Linked DNA regions of Mus musculus: all the other regions are linked to region 1. A link is a contact called in public HiChIP or PLAC-seq data. All regions are on one chromosome and are shown on one strand. Each heading gives the region's core, a stretch centred on a gene start, on an enhancer-like site or on the middle of the called end of the contact. The rest is flanking DNA. Distances are from core to core; before and after follow the strand shown. Region 1 holds the start of Ovol2 (ovo like zinc finger 2). Region 2 has its middle 9.6 kb from the start of Gm46768. Region 3 overlaps Kat14 (lysine acetyltransferase 14).

Region 1 (2,814 bases), core at 234-2,733:
TGGGCGGCTGAAGCGGGGTATCTGTGCTTTATCTTCAATGGTTCCCAAAGCCACGGGCGGCGTCAGACAGGGCCATCACCCTGGGTCTAGATCCGCTTAAGATGCTGGCGGCCCGGGCACTGTGGCGCAGGGGACAGGTCACTAGGAGCCTGGCTGCGGCTCAGGGGCAGGTGCAGGAGTGGCGGGCTAGTCCGCGGCGCCTGGGCTCCGGTGCGCGGGCGGGCGCGGCAGGGAGGGGCGCCGGGGCTCCCGAGCCGGACGCCAGGGCGTGGTGCAGGTGGCGGCGGGGGCAGAGTCGACACCCTACCTTGATTTTTGACCTGGCAACCGGGCGCTGCATCGCTGCCAGATGTCCATCGGTGCCTTGGGCGTCGTGAAGCTCTGGAGTTTCAGGCTCCGGCGCGCGCGGGGACGAGCTGCTTTCGGCCCCTCCGGGCTCCCCGGCGCTGCTGCTGCAGCCGCTGCTACTGCCGCCGTCGCTGCGGCAGTCTTCGGGCGGGTCGCGGAGCAGACAGCCCAGGCTCACTGCGGAGGGAGGGGGCCGCACCCCGACACTCAACCACACGCGGCGTCACGCCCGGGCGCCCACGGCAGTTTGACCTGCGGGCGGTGCCGCCGCCCCGCCCCGGACCTGGGCACCTCGCCAAGTGGGCGACGTCCCGAGGGTAGACGAGTCTACCCTAGCCATCCGCCCCTCGAACTAACTTAGGGTGTCGGGAGACGGGTTCTCAGGCCAACCCACGAAGCACCAGGGTCCAAGCGCCGCGGAGAAACCCGCGCGCCAAGTTTCCTCTCGCGCCCGTGGAGGCGGGTGTGCCCTCGTCTTGCCTCGCTCCCGAGGGGTTAGCGGACCTTCACGAGCGGTTTAGAGGACGTAGGGGGCAAGGGAACCCCGAGTGCCTTCCACCCACTTCCAGGCCACTTTGGCCCGCGCTGCAACCAACGGTCCTGCCGCCAGGCAATTTAGCCCTGTCTAGGGAGAGAGCACCGGGGGTCCCAGGTTTCCCAGCCTAGATCCTGGCTCCCCTCTCCCAACACCGCTGTGACCCCGACCGAGACGGAGTAGGGGTGGGAACCGCAGCCCTGATCCCGAGCAGGAGGGCCGCAGTCACCCTGCCCCCACCCGGGAGCCCCGCGCCCAGGCCCGGCCCCCGCGCTCCTCACCTGGGATGTAAGTGTCTGCCCTTTTGTCATCCGGGAGCTCATCCCAGCTGCGGACAGAGACTCCCGGGCTCCTCCTCTTCACCAAAAAGACTTTGGGCATGGTGGGATCCTCTCTTCCGACTGCGGCCCCCTCCTCCCGCTGCTCCCCGCTAGTGGCGGCGGTGGCGCCTGGGTCCCCCCGCTCCTGGAGTCCGGAGCCCACCTTCCCGCCTAGCCTGCCCTCTTCCTGCACCCCCCGCCGCGTTGCTCGGTACTCTCCCCCTCACTCCAGGTTACTCGCAGCCTCCGGGCTCGGCGACACCTATGCCTTAAATCGCGCGTGAGACCACGCCGGGGAAAAAGTTTCATAAGGTGGAATAGAAAAGGCACCAGGAAACTTGGGAGTGAGCATGCGCCCTGCAACATAACGGTGTCAACAAGCTCGCTACCTGTCCGACCGGTTCCGGCGGCCGGGGCTGCCTGATCCAGCCCTTCCTTAGGCATGAATGTTTGCAAAAGAATTTAACGTCTGATTCTTCCCCCCTCCTCTTTTTAAAAAAGGAAGAACATTTTTCAAATCAACCCTCTGCTTCATACCCCTATCACATGCACTTTATAGGATAAAGTCTTTAAAACAAGCCACAGGTTCTCTGCCCCATGCAGCCCGACTGGGAGCTGGGGTCTCCCACGAGTTGGCCCCCACCTCCGAAGTTGATTTGTCTCCATCAAGCAAGCCAGATATTAACTGTGAACCTTGTGGGGCTGTTCTAGGCTTTCTGGAATCTCGGTGGTCGGATGGGGGGAGGGTCCGCAGTATCCTTGTCAGGTAAAGGGAGGGGGGGTTGAGAACTTAAGGCTTCCTTCATCTAGAACACCCCTCAATAAAGCCTAAAAACACCACATCTTTGGAGCACGTCACTTTACTGATCTGTGCCACTCAATCTAAGAAAATAGGGCTTGTTCTACCAAAGCAGCTTTCACCCCGAAACCTTACAGTCTAGGAGTCCCTTGACTCAAGACAAAAGCTAATTGCATCTCATGTGAACGCAGATTTAAAGCGAATGTCTTGTCTTTTACCTTTCCCGTTATTGCCTCCCCTAACAACTGGACCCTTAAATTCGGAGGCAGGAAAATACTCATCCAGGAAGCCCGGGATTGAAAATTGATACAACCTCTCCCCTCCTCCGCCTGCGAAGACCGCAGAAGAGCTTTGAGCTTTTTGTTTTTATTTGTTTCCTATTTACCTTTATTCCTGGAGGGAAGTGTGTGTGTGTGGGGGGGGGGGGATCTGATAAAAGATACTAAGTCTCAAGGGGCGGCCTGCTCGCTTTGGGTACGCTGATGCCCCTATACCACAGCTTTGTTGCTCAACAACCCGCCCAGCTATCGTTGTAGGAACCCGGCTTCGCTGGGTGAGCAGGCGAGTGCTCACTGCTGGAGGTTGTCTGGGCGCGTCTGGCCAGGGGTGCTCAGGTGTCTGCGGTTCAGAGAAGCGCCAGTCTCACCTGCCTATAACAGGACTAGAGGCGCTCCTGGCCACAGCGACCCGGGGAATCCACACAGAGGCTGTCCCTGCCTTCTTCCGCCTTGGAATGGCCTTTAGGGATACAGCAGCCTGGTAACGGATTTCTGGGCTTGGCTGGCGTATTTTCAGGGCACACAGAGAGGGGG
Region 2 (2,814 bases), core at 116-2,615, 98 kb after region 1:
GTAATAGACGACTCACCACATACTAGCCATGTGGTCAATAGTCAGAGAGCAGTGGGAGATCGAAGGTAACTCAGTCAGGAACAGCAGAGATGGGGAGAAAGTTTGTTTATACTTTCCTGTTCTTCCCAAAGTCTGAGCTGCATGACTAGATCTCCTTTGTCCCCAGTTTTGCAGGGTGCTTGTGTGTGTGTGTGTGTGTGTGTGTGTGTGCGCGCGCGCGCGTGCGCGCGTGAACCCCTCCATGTTTATGAAGAAGGAACAAAAGCATGACACCCTTGCTGACTCAGTATTACCTGGTCTTTTAGTTTTCCAGGTTTGTACATATAGTCTTATCTCTTCGGATTACAAACTATCACACTTCTGGGGTTCAGTGTATACAACGCCTTGTTCTAAACAACAAACCAGTGCAGGGCTGTGGCTGAAGCTAGGTGGCAGAGTGCTTGCTTAGCCAGGGTGAGGCTGGGTGCCACCCTAACACTGAAAACGGAGGCAGTGCAGAGCCTAGTGCACGTGAATTATGCTTCTCGGAATCATTACTTCCCCTGTTCCGCTTGTGGTGCGTCTATATGCATGTTTATGTATATGAGCAGATGTGCAGATCATAGGTTGAGGCCAGGTATCTCCCGTTATCACTAACTTGTCTTGTGAGACAAATTCTGCCTTTGAACCTGGAGCTCATAGATTAACTAGAATGGCTGCCTTGAAAGCTCCAGGGTTGTGCTTATTTCTGTGTGTGTCTGTCTGTGTGTCTGTCTGAACATGTGCACGCGCGCGCACGCACACACACACACACACACACACACACACAGATCAGAACTCTTGGTCCTCGTTCTTACCCATCAGACACCTACGTCCACATGCTGCGTTGACTATACAGCTGCCTTTGGCCTGACCTTGGATGGACGCTGGGGAGCTGACCCAGAGAAGCCCCATTCATTTGTTACTAGGGCCCAGCTGGTGAGCAGGAAGTAGAGAAAAAGCAGACTTCTCCTTGCTGTGTAATCTCTTCTGAGTCTTCTGAGACAGGACCAAAGTTCAGGAGCCCAGAAGGCTTTGCATATCACTGTGATTATGAAATTGCAACCAATAGTTAGCAAGGGATTTATCTGTCCAACATCCATAAACCAACTGAAAAGAACAGATTTTGCCTACATCTAACTTGAGTGTGAGTTTCAGAGAAAACTGTTTACTAAAACTGCATTAAATAAACTTGTATTATGTTTCTTGTTGTTTATTTTATAGTTTTTAAAGACAGTGTCTTACTATGTAGCCCATGCTGGTTCTGAATTTACGATCCTCTGTCCTCTGCCTCTCAAGTGCTGGGATTTACAGCCACCATCACCACACTCAGACTGCTGTGTGTTGTTGGTCTATAAAACAGTCACACTGTTCTAATGGGGATATGTGGCTAAAGCCACATGAGCAGTTGTGCCTGTCACCCACTGCAAGAAGTTCCCCGAGAGAGGCAGGTGCCGGTAGAGACTCTCCTCTTCTCTGCTTCCTGAGCCTCATGCAGCTGCGGTTTAATGCACTCAGAGGGGTGGATGCCCTTTCCCAACTACCCAGAATTGCCAACGGGTAGTGAGTGTTGGCACTACTGATGGTGTGTGCGTGTCCGCACAAGTATGTGTGCCAAATTTATGCATATACATAAGTGAGTATATTGTATTGTATGGTTGGAAGGTGTTAAATTCTGATATAATAAAGGGATTTTCATGATTTATGACTGCTCAAAACACTACCACAGAATGGCTCAAATCTATTTTTTAAGTCTGATGTGTTTATCAAACGTCTAAGACTCTACCGTCCCAGAAACCTACTTAACACTATTCAAATATCCTTTGGCAGCATCCTGGGCCTTTCAAATACCCATCTGCACACACACACACTTGGTAACTTATGCTGTGGATGGCTCACTATTCTCTTTGTTTTCTGAGTTTATAATAATATTCTTTCTATTGTTGCACTGAGATGAGCATGACATACAGTTTGCCTCTTAAATAATTTTTCCGTGGATGGTTTAGTTTCGTTCACAGTATGGCGCAGCCGTCAGCACTACCTAACTCAATACCTCTCCTCACCCCAAAGTGAATTTCTCTCTTAAACAGTACTTTTCTGAGCCCTCCTCCCACCGTGGCCCCGGACACTACCACTCTACTGTTTAGTTGTGGCCAAGTGAGGTCCCCTGTTGGAATCACTACTTTTCTCCCTGCTGGGACAGAACACATGGCAGAGCCACCTTTAAACAAAGAATGGTTTATTCTGGCTGAAAGTTTGTGAAGGCAAGGTCCACGGCGGGGAAGAAAGGAGGCACCTGGTCACGATAGTCCTGTAATCAGGAAACAGAAAGGACAAGAAGAGGGGACAGGCTTCTGGTCCTCCGGTTCTGTGCCCAGAGCCCCCCAGCTGTGCCTCACCGCCTAAGCCTTCCACAGCCTTCCAAATCAGCACCAGCATCTGGGACTGAAAGCTTAACCTCACGAGCCCATAGGGCACCATTTGCATTCTAAACACAATTTAGAGTTGCCCTTGATTCACTTGGTATACCATCCTCTTCCTCTCGGGGTTCATCCATGTTCTTTATGTCAGAATTGCGTTCTTTGAGGGGTTGAGTAATACCGTGTGTCTGCACCAAACATTCGCTACCCATTCTCCCGTTGGTGGGTGTGTGTCTTGCTTCCCTGGTTTATGATAAATGCTCCCATGAACTCGGGAACACGGGTATTTTCTTTGTCTCTTCCTATTTCTGTGTTTTGTCCTTGTATTGCTTCTCCGTTCTTCTTGGTATGTCTTAGTTAGGAATTCATTGCTGTG
Region 3 (2,814 bases), core at 207-2,706, 67 kb after region 1:
CACACTCCCAGGCACCCATGCTACTGTTTTATACCTCCAGTGTATATTCCTGGGATATGGAACACTCAGTTCACCACAGTGGTGCCTTTCCTGTCTCAGGAAGAGTCCAACAGACACTCAGAGCAGCCCCTGAGAGAGGTGTAATGAGGCCTTTCTAGCCCCTCTGGTGCAGAGCCTGCTCTGTTCTCATTGCATTGCTAGTTCTAGCCAGCTTTTCCTTCTAGGCTTTTCCTCAGCCTGCATTAGTAAAGAAGCACACTTAACGCTGTCACATGTCACTTGACTTTGAAGCTGTTTTTTCTCCACCACTCTGCGATTTGGTAAATTGAGTAGTACGAGCCAGGCACTATTCTAACTGGGATGCCAATGCTAGGTAGGTTTCTGTCCTCTGCAGCTGACATTCTCAAACAGGGAAGTGACAGGGTTAGCTCACTAAGCTAAGATGCACTTACTGAGGGCGTGTGTGTGTGTGTGTGTGTGTGTGTGTGTGTGTATGTGTGTCACAGAAGGACTGCTGTGTTCCTGGGAATTAAAACCAGCCTCTGAGGGAGGTAACCTTGCAAGAAGTGCTGACAAGGAAATGCCAGGAGGAAGAAAACTGGATGGAAGGCCAGACCCAGGCCCTGAGGCATGAGAAAGACTGGTAGCTGTGATGGGAACATCCTGACGACACAGGAGTGTGGTTCTAGGAGGAGAGGCCAGAGTGTGACAGAGTCAGGTCTTGCAAGTTCCCTGTAAGGCACAGTTGAGGACTTTGAAATGTACTCTGTACATACAGTGGGAAACCATATAGGAATTGTGAACCAGGGGGCATGAGTTGATGCTTGCTTTTTAAATAGAGTCTTACTGTGTAGCCCTGACTGGACTAAATCTTACTTTGTAGACCAAGCTGGCTCTGAACTCACAGAGATCTGCATGTCTTTGCCTCCCAAGTGCTGGGATTAAAGGTGTGTTGCCACTATGCCTAGTTAGTTTATTTTTAAAAGAAGTGTTGTGGCCTCTATGTGGAGACTGGATGGTGTGGGACAAGAATGGGCCAAGAGGAGGCAGTGATGGTGGTCCAGGCTTGGTGGACCGTGTTTTGGAGAAGAGTAGAAGTTGCAGAGGTTAGCGGAACTTTGTCACATCCATGAGATTCTACAGGACTCACATGAGACTGTTAAGGGGGAGAAATTGTTCTGTGGACTGATGGAGCTACAAATTATCTGGCATGGCATTGAAAGCCACCCCCAAACTTGGTGACTTGATGTAATGAGTACTAAATATGTCTTGAACTTCTGCCTCTGCCTGGCCTCAGCAGAGTGGCTCTTTTACTTTGTGAGTCTTTGGGGTCTTGGTTTCATGGGGCCTGTGGTCATCCACTGGCCTAGTTGGAGCCACCTGGAAGCTACATGTGCATTGTGCATGGGGTGGAAAACTTGGGCTTGAAGCGCCAGGCATTGCTTCTGCCACTCTGATTGGTCAAAGTTCTTTACAGCCATTATACCTGCAAGGGTGGGGGGTGTTGCTAGTGGCTGTGTTTGGAAACTGCTTGCGCAGCTTTGAAGATTGCTTTGAAATTCACTTGAAGCCTTGGAAGAATTTCAAAGCTGGCTTTTGAGGAGTTTGGTGTCCAGGCTAGAGAATTCTGGAAACAAATTACAAAGGAAGAAACCTTGCTCTTTTCAACAAGTTATTTTCCAGGCTAAGAGCAAACTGACTCTAAAAGACAACTCGGTTTCTAAGCTTCACCTTGACACTCCCTTTGTGAAGGTCTTTTCATCTTTGTTGGAGTTCTTTGCTGTTACAGCCATAATTGCGGTGTTCTGTTGCTACATGACCTAGGGCCTCAGTTAGCAGTCCTCAGAAGAGAGCAGCACACGAGCATTGTGGCCAGTTCCTCTCTGGAGCTTCCAAACCAAGCATGTGAAACCCAGGAGTTCTGTCCCAACTCCTGCCCAGCTAAGGCCACATCTATGCCTCGTCTCTGCTGGGTGGTGCCTCCTTCCTGTGCTGACAAGTCTAGGGCTAGTAATCAATATCACTCCAGTGTTTGCCATGTTTACTTGCTGTAAAGAGTACACAGTCGCCGGGCATGGTGGTGCACACCTTTAGTCCCAGCCCTTGGGAGGCAGAGACAGGCGGATTTCTGAGTTCGAGACCAGCCCGGTCTACAGAGTGAGTTCTAGGACAGCCAGGGCTTTACAGAGAAACCCTGTCTCAAAAAACCAAAAACAAAAACCAACCAGCCAAACAAACAAACAAAAAAACCAGATTGGCATTCCTTAATGGTCCCAGAATAAGAATATTATAATAAAAGCTTTAAAAAAAAAAAAAAAAAAGAGTACACAGTCAAGGGGGTGGGGCATTGGGCCTGTTGGTTGTTAACCATAATATAACAACATAAGGTTGCATAATAAATAGTAAATAGCCCACGTATGTTAGCCTTTTTTTTCCCCAGACCTGTCAAAACTTTACCTTTCCAATTAGGTGATCCAAAAAGACCTACTCCTGACACTCAGAAAGATCATTAGATGTAAAAGACAACCATTCTTGGATAGTTTTTTATTTTTATATAAACCGTTTTCTTCTCACAGACTGCCTTACCAGCCAGGAAAGGATTCCGGCACCAGACCACGAGATTTTTGTATCGTTTGGTGGGATCAGAAGATCTGGCTGTGGACCAAAGTATTATCAGCCCTTATACTTCTCGGATCTTGAAACCTTATATCAGGTAACCATGATGTCAAGGGTGTCACGGGGAATGATGTTGGTTTCTATATTCATCCTTCAAGGGTAAATATAGCCTGACTTGGAGCAGGTTCAGGAAAGGAC

Evidence for each region. HiChIP or PLAC-seq counts read pairs in DNA pulled down with a chosen protein or histone mark.
Region 2: an H3K4me3 HiChIP or PLAC-seq map of intestinal villus epithelium shows a contact between it and region 1, with 8 read pairs. The contact joins the enhancer-like site here to the promoter of Ovol2 in region 1. A contact is called at or near these places in 1 of 15 datasets of contacts at CTCF or cohesin (embryonic stem cells), 6 of 484 Hi-C or Micro-C datasets (brain, embryonic stem cells, nephron progenitors and 2 more), 5 of 115 datasets of contacts at active chromatin or transcription factors (embryonic stem cells and intestinal villus epithelium) and 2 of 9 other capture datasets (adipose tissue and pancreatic islet).
Region 3: a contact with region 1 is called in an H3K4me3 HiChIP or PLAC-seq map of embryonic stem cells, with 38 read pairs. The contact joins the enhancer-like site here to the promoter of Ovol2 in region 1. A contact is called at or near these places in 3 of 484 Hi-C or Micro-C datasets (the HPC-7 cell line, embryonic stem cells and nephron progenitors), 3 of 115 datasets of contacts at active chromatin or transcription factors (all in embryonic stem cells) and 3 of 9 other capture datasets (adipose tissue, liver and pancreatic islet).

Annotation. Positions count from the first base shown.
Region 1 is chr2:144,330,597-144,333,410 of GRCm38.p6, forward strand. Ovol2 (ovo like zinc finger 2) reads right to left here and starts at 1,484. Exons shown (of 4, transcript NM_026924.3): 1 at 1,165-1,484; 2 at 308-525. The coding sequence starts at 1,264.
Region 2 is chr2:144,428,401-144,431,214 of GRCm38.p6, forward strand. No RefSeq gene overlaps it. Among named protein-coding and RNA genes, the nearest start is that of Gm46768, 9.6 kb to the left of the region's middle. Within about 2 kb of position 1,366, at least 21 of the 459 cell types and tissues checked have an H3K27ac peak or open chromatin away from gene starts, as enhancers often do. A contact at or near this core is called in adipose tissue, intestinal villus epithelium and trophoblast stem cells, where this site is marked.
Region 3 is chr2:144,398,110-144,400,923 of GRCm38.p6, forward strand. Kat14 (lysine acetyltransferase 14) reads left to right here. Exons shown (of 11, transcript NM_181417.3): 8 at 2,577-2,713. Among named protein-coding and RNA genes, the nearest start is that of Gm46768, 21 kb to the right of the region's middle. Within about 2 kb of position 1,457, at least 12 of the 459 cell types and tissues checked have an H3K27ac peak or open chromatin away from gene starts, as enhancers often do. A contact at or near this core is called in embryonic stem cells, where this site is marked.